Linked DNA regions of Mus musculus: all the other regions are linked to region 4. The links are chromatin contacts, called in public HiChIP or PLAC-seq maps. All regions are on one chromosome and are shown on one strand. The core of a region is the stretch at or near the end of the contact, and the rest is flanking DNA. Distances in the headings are between cores, read along the strand shown.

Region 1 (3,045 bases), core at 291-2,790, 400 kb before region 4:
GAGAATGAGCCCTAGATACAGAGTTACCATTACCTGAGAAGTTACAAAATGCAAATTACTAAACCCTAAAACAAACTTACTAACTAAGATTCTGGTGTGGAGTCTAATGCTATGTTGATTTTATCCTTCAGATGATTGACAAATCCTAAGGGACAGGAAAATCTACAAAATAACAAATAGTTAAAGTTTTTATAGTGTGGAGACTTAAAGATACTGTTTAGTGTGTTACTTAAGATACTTAGTAATCACTAGCATAGTAAAGAGAGTTAAAAGATTGACAAATAGTTGAACATTACAATTAGACTTGAGATATTTTGGTAAGGAAAACCTCAGGACTTCTGTGTTTTATGCTTTGGGATGGATGCAGTGGTTGCACACACTTTTAATCCTTGCACGCTGTTGACAGAAGCAGGTGGATCTCTAAGTGCTCACAGCCAGCCTGGTCTGTCCCCTTTCAAGATCCAGGACAGCCAAGGGTACATGATGAGATCATGTCTTAAAAAGAAAAAAAGGAAAAGAGTGTTTTATGGATAAGAGAAAAATAGTCAAGGGAGAAAATGAAGGAACAATTTAAAGATGAGGGCTATCTCTCAAAATCTATGAACGTTCATAATTCAAACACAGATATAAATAGTAACATAAAGAACAGTATTGGAGGGGAAAAACGGGAACAAGTAAGAAAAGATAATACTGAATTAAATCTGAGGTAGAGATCTTCAACCAAGGAAAATGCTGTTGGTGATCACTATTCAAGGGAAAGTAACACTGGTAATTAGTGAATACCAGCTTTAAAGAAGTTATCAACCCTCCTGTGACAATTTTTCAACTGGAAATCCACTATTAGGATGAGACTCAAAAATCAGTGACTTGAGTGAGATATTAACAAAAATATATGATAGAAAGGAGTACATTTAAAAACTCCAGGAAGGAGTTTTTAAACACTTTAAGACTGAAAAGCTTTAAAACCACCTTCGCCGCTTTTGTTGAAAGAGGGAAGTAGCAGTAGGATGTAGGTACATGTTACTCTATAACATTGCTGCCCAGTGTATCCTGTATATGCAACTTAAACATAACCAGTTTCACATTTAGCAATCTAGTTAAACCAATATTTAAAGGCATTCTCTAAACAAGCAGTAATAGATATTTTTAAAAATTTTTAAATTGAGTAAATTTAAAAATTTACTCTGTAAACCAGTCTGGACTTGAACTCACATAGATTGTCTTCCCTCTGACTTTCAAGTGCTGGGATTAAAAGCATGCATTGCCACCATCTGGCAGAAGATCATACTTTATACTAGCCGCAATGTTCAGAAACTGCCTTTTATTGATGGCTTTTTAAATTTTCATTGTAATTTTTTATATCATGTATATGTATGTTTTGCATGCATGTTTATATACATACTATAAGGGCATCATAACTCCTAGAACTGGAGTTTTAGACTGGTAAGCTGTCATTCAGGAACTGAACCTGGGTCCTCTGTAGAAGCAGTGTGAGTCTAAACTGCTGAGTCATCTGTTGCTCCCCAGGCCCAGTAGCTCCTATTGAACAGTGGAGCCCTAGGAATTACAGAACTAAGGACTGGAAGAAGACCAATAGACACTGATAGTACTGAAGCCCCAGTGTGCAGTCCTGACTGTCAGCCACAGGAAAGGAAATGGGTGGTATAGAATAGACAATTTTTTTTTAAAGACAGAATAAAGTTACAATAAGCCTTCTGTTTAAGGAAGGGAAATGGTTGGGAGATCACATAGTGATTTAAATCCTAACTTTCCCAGAAGCTTTGAGGAGAGTAGTACATAACTATATTTGATTTATTTTTTAAAGATTTGTTTTATGTATATGAGTATTCTACTAATTTGTATATACCATTCACTTGCCTGATGTCCACATCACCTGAAACTGAAGTTACAGGTGATCATGAGTCACCTTATGGATGTTGGGAACAGAACGTGGGTCCCATCTGCCCCAAACCAAGAGCCATCTCTTCAGGCCATTGTTTAAAATTAACCTAAATAAAAATATCTAAATGATGCTATTAAAAAAAAAAAGTTTTATACAGGACATGCACATACTCTTTAGCCTCATCATTTGAGAATAGATAATCCCAGTCATTTTAGTATCTTTGGTTTTTGGTTATATACATACACAATATTTTATGGATCTTGTTGTTTTTAACTGGAAGTGGCTTTCTGTCTTAAGGGATAGGTAACTGAAGACTAGAAGGATAGTATAGTCTTTTGAAAGATCTCTTTCTTTGGATGGCTTGTGTATATTATTTATTTGTGGTCTAGAAGTATTTTTGCTGGCACTTTTTACCATGTTTTTCTTGTATTTTACATGTGTTTGTCGCCCGCAGATCTTTCTGGACGAGTTGCACGAGCATGGGCAGCTGCACTCTATGTCCTCTTGGATGGAGCTGTATCCCACCATCAGCTCTGACATTCGCTTCACTAACATGCTGGGTCAGCCGGGTGAGATTCCTTTCTTTCCAAGCATACCTTAGGAGTTGGGATGGATGTGGGTTGGGGTTGGGAACAGCCGTTGGGGGAGGAGAGGTGTGTGCTTTATTTTATGTTTGTTTTACAAACAAAAAGTAATTGCAGCTCTTGGTTAGAGCTAGCTTTTTGACTTCTTTAGTTTTTTCATTAGGATCAACTGCACTTGATCTTTTCAAGTTTTATGTTGAAGATCTTAAAGCACGATATCATGATGAAAAGAAGATAATAAAAGACATTCTGAAGGTAAGTGAACTTGTTCTTAACTATTTGAAAACATTGATTCATTCCTTGCAGTTACATGTTATTTATAACAAGATTTCTGGCTTTTAGGATAAAGGATTTGTAGTTGAAGTAAACACTACTTTTGAAGATTTTGTGGCAATAATCAGTTCAACCAAAAGATCAACTACTTTGGATGCTGGAAATATCAAGTTGGCTTTCAATAGTGTAAGTTAAATTATTTCAGATACCTACCTAATTGTTCATCTAAGAATTACTTCAAGTTGTAGGCTAGTGGGATAAGGTACTGTAAAAGGGATAAGGTAT
Region 2 (3,359 bases), core at 688-3,187, 310 kb before region 4:
AATCTGAACGGTTTATTGGAGACATCATAGTCACGCATCAAATTCATCAGCAGAACTGATGTTCATTACAGAGAAGGACATTTTCTTAAACGTCCCACGTGACTAAAGCCCAAGTCAAAGAAGTAAAAGGTCATAAAAACACAGTCAACTGGGAAATGTCTGGAAGCCACAGGCTCATGGGCTCCAACCTGACACGTGCACTCTGTGACCCAAACCCACAGTGATCTCAAGCGCTTATATGACATTGCCTTGCCAGATCATGTCAGAAACAAAGGAGAAGGTTTTAGTAAGTCACAGAAAGTGAGCAGCACTTGGGAATGAAGATCTTTACCACACCAGTCTGTATTCAAGTCATGGGTCTGAGAACCCTTCAACAACTTGATTATCAGTATGACTTCCATCTTTATTAGCAAGAGTGTTAACTTCCTCACAAATGAGCACTAAATACAGTGCTTCGAAGTTATAAAAGCTATTTCTCCACCTAGTGAGTGATCACAGGTCTGAATGAACAACACGAGATTGCACACAGCAGTGGTACAGGTGGTCAGTGCAGATCCTCCCGCAGCATCCTACCATTTCAACGGGAGCTGTAAGATGCAATCATTAGTAGAAGATGTCAGGTTGACATGAAGCATACCTGACCAAAGGAACATGACTAGTAGCCCTTCATTATAAAAATATGTCTTCTTAACACTGTGACGAACAAGCATAACCACGCCCTACACAGCACACACCTGAGCTACCTGTGGAAAGAGAGGGCAGCACAAACAGATGAGGAGCGACAGGGGCTCCTTAAAAGCTCATATTGTAATGCGTAGCCTCAGCCCTGAAAGCGGTTTTGGGGGTCACTTTGTCCACATCCATGGGAACTTACCTGCCAGAGACTACTTCACTGTGTTAATTGGCACACACTTCTTACCTTCTATGCTGAATCACAAGATGGCGTTTCTAAGAAGGGTTACATAAAGTGAGAGAATAGAACCAAGGGAGCAGGCCATGAACACCTACGAAACTGTCGGTTAGATTCAACAACCGGAGAAGAAAGGGCCATGTTGGAAAGACACACGGATGTCCACTCAGGATGAGAAGAGGACAGATGATCCTGCCACTCCAAAGCATCTGATTAAGGCACTTACCGAAGTGCAGAATGTCTTCCAGAGCGGGACACACTGTTGCCCACAGGTGAGGGCAGGTTGCTCCCTCTGTGCAGGTCCTCGATGGACCTGCTCCAGGGCTTTGATTTGTCCACCGTACTCTCCATGGTACTTTCCACACTTTCAAAGTCAAAACTAAAACAAAAAAGGAATGCTACTCAAAACCGAGACACTAACTTCCAGACACAGACGTAGACAAACACAACCTGCTTTTCCTCCACCGCATCCTTCACCATAACACGAGAGGTGTTTGCAGCCAAAGGAAACGCATAACAATTTCTGCGGTCTCAGTGTTAGTTTCGAGAATGTGAGGATTACAAACACTGGGTCTGGCAAAAGAATCATTAGCAACAAACAGCTTACATTGGGTCACTGTATATTGTTTGCATCTTCCTTGCTGGCTTACCAATTACTGGGCTGCTATGCTGGAAGATAGAAAGAGCTCTCACAGCTGTCTTCATTTTGCTTTAACAAGCAGATATGTTAGGCTTATACTAATTCATTCCTACCCATCAGTTTTTTTCACTGAGCGTTTTCTCCTAGTGTGTTAGCAAGTCCTTTTCCAACCATATGTGATGCATTAGCAGTGCAGCTATGGACTGGCTTTGATTTTGGACTCGATTCTCAATGTGGTGCTCTTTAAAGTGAGACTGTTGTTCCTCTGACATTTTTTTGAGGTTATTACTCATGTCAACCATGTTGGAATAAGTGGCCAGTGGAGTTGCTTATTCTCGCGTAGCCTTAGGAACCAAGTCTTTAAACAAGCAGGCCTTTGTATCCCGTGCATTTCCTCCCTCACACAGTTAGTTGATCTGCTTTCTCCTAAGAACACTGCAGTGTTTCTCGCCTCAGTTCTGACCGATCAGACAGCAGCTACACTTTAATATTCTCTAAAAGACTACAAAAGAGCTGGAAGAGAAAGTAAAGTGTGCTGGAAATCATGCTTAGGAAGCATGGCTGCCAGAAGAAAAACATCATCAGAACGGCCACCTAAAGACTAGGGGATATGATCTAGTTTTTAAGGTTAGTCACAAATCAGGGACAGGCACACAGAGTCGGCAGGTGGGGCTGATCCCAGACTTTTGTGTTGTAATAAGGTTGAAGAGGAGAAAGGAAGAATAGGGTAGTCTAAGAAAACCTGAGGTAGTAAAATAGAAGGCTATCACTGAGATAGAGAGGACTTCAAGGAGCATATGATGAGCTCTCATGGTGTGGACATGTCACACGCCCCATGACAGTCCTCTCACCCCTCCCTATGTGCCTGGGACCAAAATGCAAGAAACACACACTTTAGTGAACTGGTGGACGCTTCTATTTCAGACAGACTTAAAGCCAGTTGTCTCTCATTCCATGGATTGGGAAATCACTAATATCAGGGAACAGTAAGAATTTTCAAAATAAAGACAAATTATATAACATAGCCTAATAAAGCAAAACAAAACTAAAATCAATACACAAAGTGTATTGTGCTAACGTCCTCAAACAAAACCAAAGGTTCAAGTGCAGCTAACACAGAATTCCTGCACAGGACCACAGACCTGTCCCTACTAGTCCAACAGGAGGCCACATTTGAGAAAATCTGACTTCCAAGCCCTCTTCTCAAGTAAGTAAAGGATTCATTAAATATAGCAAACAATTTCTTAGTCTTCCTTAAATGATACAAATATGCATTTAGATTTTAAACTTCATAAGAGGAAATATTTTGTCATAATATGATTTGTCATAGAGATTATAAGATTCAAAGTAACAGAAATAGATGAGAAATATCCTTTTGATATAATTCCTAGTGTTTATAGCATATTCCATCTCAGGAAACAATTTCCTATACTATTATCAGAGGTATCAAGATAGAAATCTATTGTATCAGATTTGGTTAATAACCATGAAACTAAGAAAAGAATAATTGTAGTTTCTTCTTCACGAGCACTGAAAAGGGGTGGAAATCAGAAAAAAATACCCAGCCAGGGATTCAGACTCCTTGGAGTGAGTAAATATTGAAAACAAGTTGTTACTATTAAAAAGAAGAATGGAGGGGCTGGCGAGAAGAATCATGGTTAAAGAGAAGCAACTGATGCTCTTTCAGAGGACCTAGGTTTGGTTCCTAGCATCCACATGACAAATCATAAATGTCTGTAACTCCAGTTAAAATATTCAATGCCCTCTTCTATGCAATGGTCATATAGAGGGAGAACACTTGCATGTATG
Region 3 (3,054 bases), core at 224-2,723, 290 kb before region 4:
GGGAACAAAGGCAGAGGTGCATGGAGTGTAACTTCAGGGCCTTAAAAAAAAAAAGCTGGGTTCCAAGACCTCAGTGCCAGAAAAGTCAGGGCACGAAGAATCTCAGGTCATTGGAACAGGCAAGAAAGATGCCAGAAAATAAGCTAACAGAGAGTGGGTAGTTAACAGAGCCAAGACAGAGCTCTAACAAATAGAAAACCATATGGGTAGAACTGTGTAACTCTCCTTTTTCCTTTCCCAGCATTAAAAGCTGTACGTTTCTGCATAAAACTAGAACTGAAAAAAAAAAAATCAGCATGCCAGATTCCTTCCCCAGCCATGGTTTCTTGGAGAGCTCTGAAGCATTCCTTAGCTCACTATGAAATCACTTTCCTAGCTGGGGGAGGGGTATCCAAGTATTCCATTACAGCTCTCAGACTGAAACCTCTTTGAAGAGGCTTTTCCAAACAGTTTCCATTATTTAGACTAGCAAAAGTCTCTTCTGGTTCACTCTAGTTCAACAGGGCTTTCTTCATCAAAACATCCCATGGCTCCTCTTCTAATGTGCTGGATTAATTAGGCTGGCCCAATCCTATCCATCACTCAATATCTTTCTCAACGTGAGGGTTGGTTCCCCCTGAACGCTTTAGCCTTGTGAAAGAAGAGGCTACTCTGACAACATTGGTCCATAATTTCAGGTGGGTCCGTGCACAAGCCAACCACCAGGGTGCATGGAACACAACAGCACTCCCCAGAAATGCTATTACTGCGACGGGAATCTAGGAACCAGACACAATAGTGAAAGGTCACACCGGCAGTTGAATAAGCTTTCAATTAGCCAGATTCTTTATTTTAGCTGCCAAAGATTTCATTTTAGATTGATACTTCTTAAGAAAAGACAAACAACCATATCTCTCCACCCAATGCAAGCACAGGTACATATTACATTTCAAATTCTCTTCACCTAAGCCATCAAATACCCAAGAAACATCTAGACAGCAAATCTTATTAAGTATAGCTTCTATGTAAAATTACAGAATTCCTCTCATTATTTGGTCTAAAAACTAAATGGACTTGTGCTTTGCCTATGAAGATATAGGAACGTGTTGAAAGGCGGTATATCCATCACTATAGTCTACGTGTCCATGAACATCTTATAAAATGGCTGGGGAATAATTTGGGAATGGGAAGCCAGCAGCAGAGCATCTTTAGTACAAACAAAGACTAGAGATCATTGAAAGCTTTCCAGAGGCGATCATGTATCATAAAAACAAAATATTGGGTAACAAGGAAAGTGGGTAACAAAATCTTGAAAGAGAAGGGGGAGAGGGAAGAAAGAGAGGGAAGGAATGTGGGAGAGAGGGAGAGAAGAAACATCTAGACTGTGAAGTGAGCTCTGGGCATGTCTGTCTGTGATAGGCTAGATAGTGAAGTGAGCTCTGGGCATGTCTGTCTGTGATAGGCTAGACAGTGAAGTGAGCCCCGGGCATGTCTGTCTGTGATAGGCTAGACAGTGAAGTGAGCCCTGGGCATGTCTGTCTGTGATAGGCTAGCCCTGGGCATGTCTGTCTGTGATAAGCTTCCCAGAGAGGATGAGATCATGGCAGCAAAGATCTAACAAATGGACTAAGGATCCATAATCTGCTGGTACTGTTCCAAGACTGTGGAAGGAAGCAGGTCACTGAGGGAGCACACTTTGTGCCTAGATCCCCAACTGCATTCCTTCTCTTCCTCTGCTTCTGGCCACTGTGATGTGGATTGCTCTAAGTTACCATATTGTCCCCATCCCTGTGACAGACACCTCTGAAAAACGGGAACCTAGAGAAACATTTCTCCCCTTATAAAATTGTTTATGGCAGGTATTTTGACACAACAGAGCAAAGGTCTCCTCCCCTCCCCATTCCTTACCCGAGCAGCTTCAAGCCTATGTTTCCACCTTCAGATCACAAGAAGATGAAAACAGCAGCTCCATTCTTTGCTTTTATGTTCACGATCAGTCATTAAACCAATTACTCAAAGGCTACTTAAATAGGCAAGTTAAAACTCAGGTTGAACTAAGGCCTACTAAATGGCTCACTACAGGACATGGGCTGGCTTATCACACCTCCACCTCTGAACAGCATCCATGCTGGACAAAGTTAACAGACTGTCAAAGTTATCCTCTAAGGAGAGCATCGTCAACAGCTGGGTGGTGATGTCACCATGTACCAGACAGGATCAACACCTGAAGGACCAACAACATCTCACCTCCAAGAACTGAACTGATTTCACTTGATCAGTGATGCTAAGCAAGGGCAGACCTGGATTCCACTCACATGACAGAAACTCCTGTAGTGCCATGGTATTCGGGTAACTGACAGCTGCTACATCCTTTAGCCTTATCCAGAGCAAGAGGTCACCATGGTGACAGAGAATATGAAGTCTTCATACCAAGTGTCCTCTAAACTTAAGTAACCTTGCATTCTTCTTTGTAAGAGAAATCTGTTGACACTTAACACTCTCCTGGAAAGTTCTTCCTGGCCTGGCAGTGGTAGGATATGTCTTAAATCCCAGCAGAGTCAGGAGGATCTCTCTGACTTTAAGGTCAGCCTGGTCTACATAGAGAAATTCTGTTTCAAAAAACAAAACAAAACAAAACAAGCAAACAACAACAAATCAGAAAACACTTTCCTGAATGCCAGACCACAGAGAACACAGAGCTGAGAGCACAGTTCACATGCACGCTCTGTGAAGTAGCCTTGCTCTGAAAGATGGTGCATAGCATCTAGCATGCCAAACTTGAGAGTGGAAGTACAATAGTCTGAGTCAACTGCAGAGGCAGAAGCCACAGTTACCAGGTACTCTAAGGACAACTGCTGGCAATTTTAGCAAAACACAGGAGAAAAAAAAAAAAACCAAAAATACATAACAAGAAACCAAATCTCTCAACTATTTACAAGACACTCAGAAGTCATTTGATCTGGGGGGAGCCGGACATTTACCTTGTCTGGCTCTTAACTCAGTGATTGCCTAGCGTACGTGATGAGGCGCTGAGTTCAGTGCCTACCATCGCAAGCATAAGTAAGTACTAACATA
Region 4 (2,934 bases), core at 155-2,654:
CTTCTGGGTGCTGAACATCACTCTTCAGGCTTGGGCTAGAAGGGCTTTTACAGCCAAGTGATTTCGTCGGCTCAAGGTGCCAGCTTTAGATGTGTGCTTTTCCATTCAAAAGCCATGGCCACATTCTAAAAGTACTTACCGTGCACTTTCTTACCAGATACTGTTTTTTAGATCCTGCGTTCACACTGTGAACAAAACTCATGGAATTTATAGTCTAATGAATAAGGATACTACAATTATCTGTACTATAGAGAGTGATAAATGATATGAACAGATACGAAGCAGGGTGAAGACGTACAGGGCAACGTATTGCAGGAAGAGTGTTTGCACACTTATACTTATTTAAATGCCTGGCTGGATCTGGTGGGAACCCGGATTTATGACTCTTATACATAACTAAGTCATTATAAATGTTTTTGCACTATAATGCTTGAGTGCACTTCACTCATCTTTGAACATGACTCAGCGATCCGCCTACCTCTGCCTACCACGTGCTGGGATTAATGGCGTGGGCCACAACGCCAGGCATTAGATTTTTAATTTTACGTGTCTGCATGTGGGTATAGGACGGTGAGTGTAGATGCCTACGGAAGCCAGAAGAGGGTGTCGGGTTCCCAGGAACTAGGCATTACAGACTGCTGTAACCCCTGCCTCCGCGAAGGTACGAAAACCTCAGCAGCAAGCGCTCTTAATTGCTGAGCCACCTCTCCAGTCCCTTCACTCGTCTTTATATTCCATGGTCCAAGCTCTGTTTTCATGCAGGAGAAATGAGAAGCAAAGAGTCTCTCCACAGCCGCTTTCCAGGGTGACTATTTCGGCTTGGTTAACCGCGGGATCCCATGAGCATCTACAACCCAGGCGGCAATTCTCAGCGCCTCTCATAAGGCGACAGCTGTTTCCATAGCAACCAGACGCGATGCGGGCGCGGGGTCCGAGTAGCAAGACCTGACCTGGTACCCAGGAAGTACTCGGGTTCGAGAAGAGCTGCTGTCACAACCTGGGGCGAAGGAAACGACATTCCCGAGCCACGCACCCCGCCTCGCCACTCAGGATCTGCAAGCTCGGCGGCCTCTGGCATCTCCAGCTACCACAACTTCCGGCCCTGAAGCCCCTCCCCTGGGCCCCGTGGCTCTCTCGGGTCCTCACTGCGGAAAGGTGACTGTGGCGGCTGCCGTGTCTGATCAGGCGTCGGATCGGGGGCTGCCACGTCTTTGGGACAGCAGAGAGGCCACTACAGGGTGTTAGAGCTCAGCCAAGCGTCGTGCGGCCCCACCGGTGGGGCTGGAGCCGCGGCGGCCGGGCGCCGGACAGGCAGGCGCGCGCAGGGCAGGCACGGCGGCGGAAGTGAAGGCACCGCTGGGCCAAGCCGTCTAGGAAGCCGCGGCGGGTCGCCCAGCTGGGGCAGTCGGAGTCCCGCCAGAGCGTCGGGATTCAGCTCGGGTTGCCGGCGTGATGCCTCTGTTCACTGCCAACCCGTTCGAGCAAGATGTGGGTGAGTGCGGTGCCCGGCGCGCTGTGTGCAAGGCGAAAGTGGGCGGCGGCCTGGGTGCCTGGAAACCCCGGCGGAGAGCGAAGGGGCGGCGCCGCTCTCGACGGCGGGGGGCAGCCTCGGTGCGTCTCTGGCTCGCCCGACTCCTGCCTGTCCGAGATTGGGATACCGAGAAGGGTTGTTCCAGTCACCCAGAGCAGGAGTGGGGGAAAAGCCTTGTTCGTACGAGGCTTAAGTTGCTGATACAAACTTCCTGCTTTCTCCCGAGCTCGTTAACACCCGTCCCTTTGGGAAAAAAAAAGTGCAGTACTGGACACCCTTTTTGCTGCCGAGGGCAGTCTTGAACTAGAGACCTAAGACTTACCAGGTTTAATTCGCATCGCTCCCGTAAGCACACATCTAAGCCCTGGTGGTTGCAGTTTTCGTATTTATTGACTGTTTTGAAGGTGCTGCGAGAGCCAGGCGCGGAGGATGAGAAGGAAAACTCCCAGAATCTTTAAATAGCCCAGAACAACCGATATTTGTTGGAGTCAAAACTTTACTCTGGTAGCGCATGACTTTCAAAATGAGAAAAAAGATGGATGGGTACAACTTAAGCATAATATTAACAGTAAAAGCACAGGCTAGCATTATTTTTGTAGCAGTAGTTAACACGCTCCTAGCGAGCTTTTCGGATTTAGAAATTTCCAGTCAAACAAAAATGCTACACATTTTACTACCAGTTTGTTCAGTTAAAATTTTTGTTCATTTAAGAAAAGACTAGAAAGTGCTTCATCTTGTTATAATTCTCAAAATCACGTTCAAATCATGTGAGTGACTAATTATATAGGAAGCATGTGAGGCTTAGTCACTGTTTAAGGAATAATTAATTGTTCTTTTGTAACAATACCTATGTGACACATTACACTTTTTAATTGTTATTGAATTAATTGAGTTTTGAGACAGAGTGGAGTCTTTATATAGTCTAGGCTGGCTTCAGTTTCTTAAAACCTCAGTCTTAATATTGAGAACTGCGGGATGCCAAGTCTGGGTGGGCCTCCACCCTCTTTGAGACCCGTGCTTCTTAGTGTGACTCTAAACGCTTTGATTTTGCTCTAATGAAATATGTGTGGAAAAAGCCAAGTAGAAGAGGTTATTTTATTTTTTTTTTCTTTATTAGTTTGTTATTTGTGTGCGTGGGTGTTTTGCCTACATGTTATATTTGTCACTTGTGTGCTGTGCCCGAGGAGGCCAGAAGACAGTGTCAGATCACCTGTCACTGGAGTTACAGACAGCTGTGAGCCACCGTGTGGGTGCTGGGAAGAGCAGGGAATGTTCTTAACTGAGCCATCTCTCCAGCCCATGACAGATTATTTAAAATACAAAACCTATGAACTTTTTAATTTTTTAATTTAATTAATTAATTAATTAATTAATTTATTTATTTATTTGGTTTTTTGAGACAG

Evidence for each region. HiChIP or PLAC-seq counts read pairs in DNA pulled down with a chosen protein or histone mark.
Region 1: a contact with region 4 is called in an H3K27ac HiChIP or PLAC-seq map of embryonic stem cells, with 8 times the contacts expected there. The contact joins the enhancer-like site here to the promoter of Stam2 in region 4. A contact is called at or near these places in 16 of 39 promoter capture datasets (3T3-L1-derived adipocytes, the C10 cell line, HPC-7-derived erythroid cells and 9 more), 1 of 15 datasets of contacts at CTCF or cohesin (the NIH/3T3 cell line), 3 of 484 Hi-C or Micro-C datasets (B cells, bone marrow-derived macrophages and embryonic stem cells), 44 of 115 datasets of contacts at active chromatin or transcription factors (the 230-238 cell line, CD8 T cells, the NIH/3T3 cell line and 28 more) and 4 of 9 other capture datasets (adipose tissue, liver, macrophages and 1 more).
Region 2: a contact with region 4 is called in an H3K4me3 HiChIP or PLAC-seq map of stem cell-derived neural progenitor cells, with 22 read pairs. The contact joins the enhancer-like site here to the promoter of Stam2 in region 4. A contact is called at or near these places in 2 of 39 promoter capture datasets (embryonic stem cells and maxillary cranial neural crest), 1 of 15 datasets of contacts at CTCF or cohesin (the NIH/3T3 cell line), 1 of 484 Hi-C or Micro-C datasets (bone marrow-derived macrophages), 16 of 115 datasets of contacts at active chromatin or transcription factors (bone marrow-derived macrophages, cardiomyocytes, embryonic fibroblasts and 9 more) and 2 of 9 other capture datasets (adipose tissue and liver).
Region 3: a contact with region 4 is called in an H3K27ac HiChIP or PLAC-seq map of epiblast stem cells. The contact joins the enhancer-like site here to the promoter of Stam2 in region 4. A contact is called at or near these places in 4 of 39 promoter capture datasets (the 3T3-L1 cell line, cranial neural crest, embryonic stem cells and 1 more), 1 of 15 datasets of contacts at CTCF or cohesin (the NIH/3T3 cell line), 1 of 484 Hi-C or Micro-C datasets (bone marrow-derived macrophages), 16 of 115 datasets of contacts at active chromatin or transcription factors (the NIH/3T3 cell line, bone marrow-derived macrophages, embryonic limb bud and 7 more) and 2 of 9 other capture datasets (adipose tissue and liver).

What each region holds. Positions count from the first base shown.
Region 1 is chr2:53,145,521-53,148,565 of GRCm38.p6, reverse strand. Prpf40a (pre-mRNA processing factor 40A) reads left to right here. Exons shown (of 26, transcript NM_018785.3): 17 at 2,358-2,472; 18 at 2,651-2,742; 19 at 2,830-2,946. Among named protein-coding and RNA genes, the nearest start is that of Prpf40a, 44 kb to the left of the region's middle. Within about 2 kb of position 1,540, at least 6 of the 459 cell types and tissues checked have an H3K27ac peak or open chromatin away from gene starts, as enhancers often do. A contact at or near this core is called in embryonic stem cells, where this site is marked.
Region 2 is chr2:53,052,384-53,055,742 of GRCm38.p6, reverse strand. Fmnl2 (formin-like 2) reads right to left here. Exons shown (of 27, transcript NM_172409.2): 6 at 1,137-1,289. Among named protein-coding and RNA genes, the nearest start is that of Gm52511, 45 kb to the right of the region's middle. Within about 2 kb of position 1,937, at least 51 of the 459 cell types and tissues checked have an H3K27ac peak or open chromatin away from gene starts, as enhancers often do. A contact at or near this core is called in forebrain and stem cell-derived neural progenitor cells, where this site is marked.
Region 3 is chr2:53,027,495-53,030,548 of GRCm38.p6, reverse strand. The region is part of intron 2 of Fmnl2 (formin-like 2); the gene reads right to left. Among named protein-coding and RNA genes, the nearest start is that of Gm52511, 20 kb to the right of the region's middle. Within about 2 kb of position 1,473, at least 99 of the 459 cell types and tissues checked have an H3K27ac peak or open chromatin away from gene starts, as enhancers often do. A contact at or near this core is called in the NIH/3T3 cell line, adipose tissue, embryonic limb bud and 4 more, where this site is marked.
Region 4 is chr2:52,740,619-52,743,552 of GRCm38.p6, reverse strand. It overlaps Stam2 (signal transducing adaptor molecule (SH3 domain and ITAM motif) 2), which reads left to right and starts at 1,404. Exons shown (of 14, transcript NM_019667.2): 1 at 1,404-1,492. The coding sequence starts at 1,453.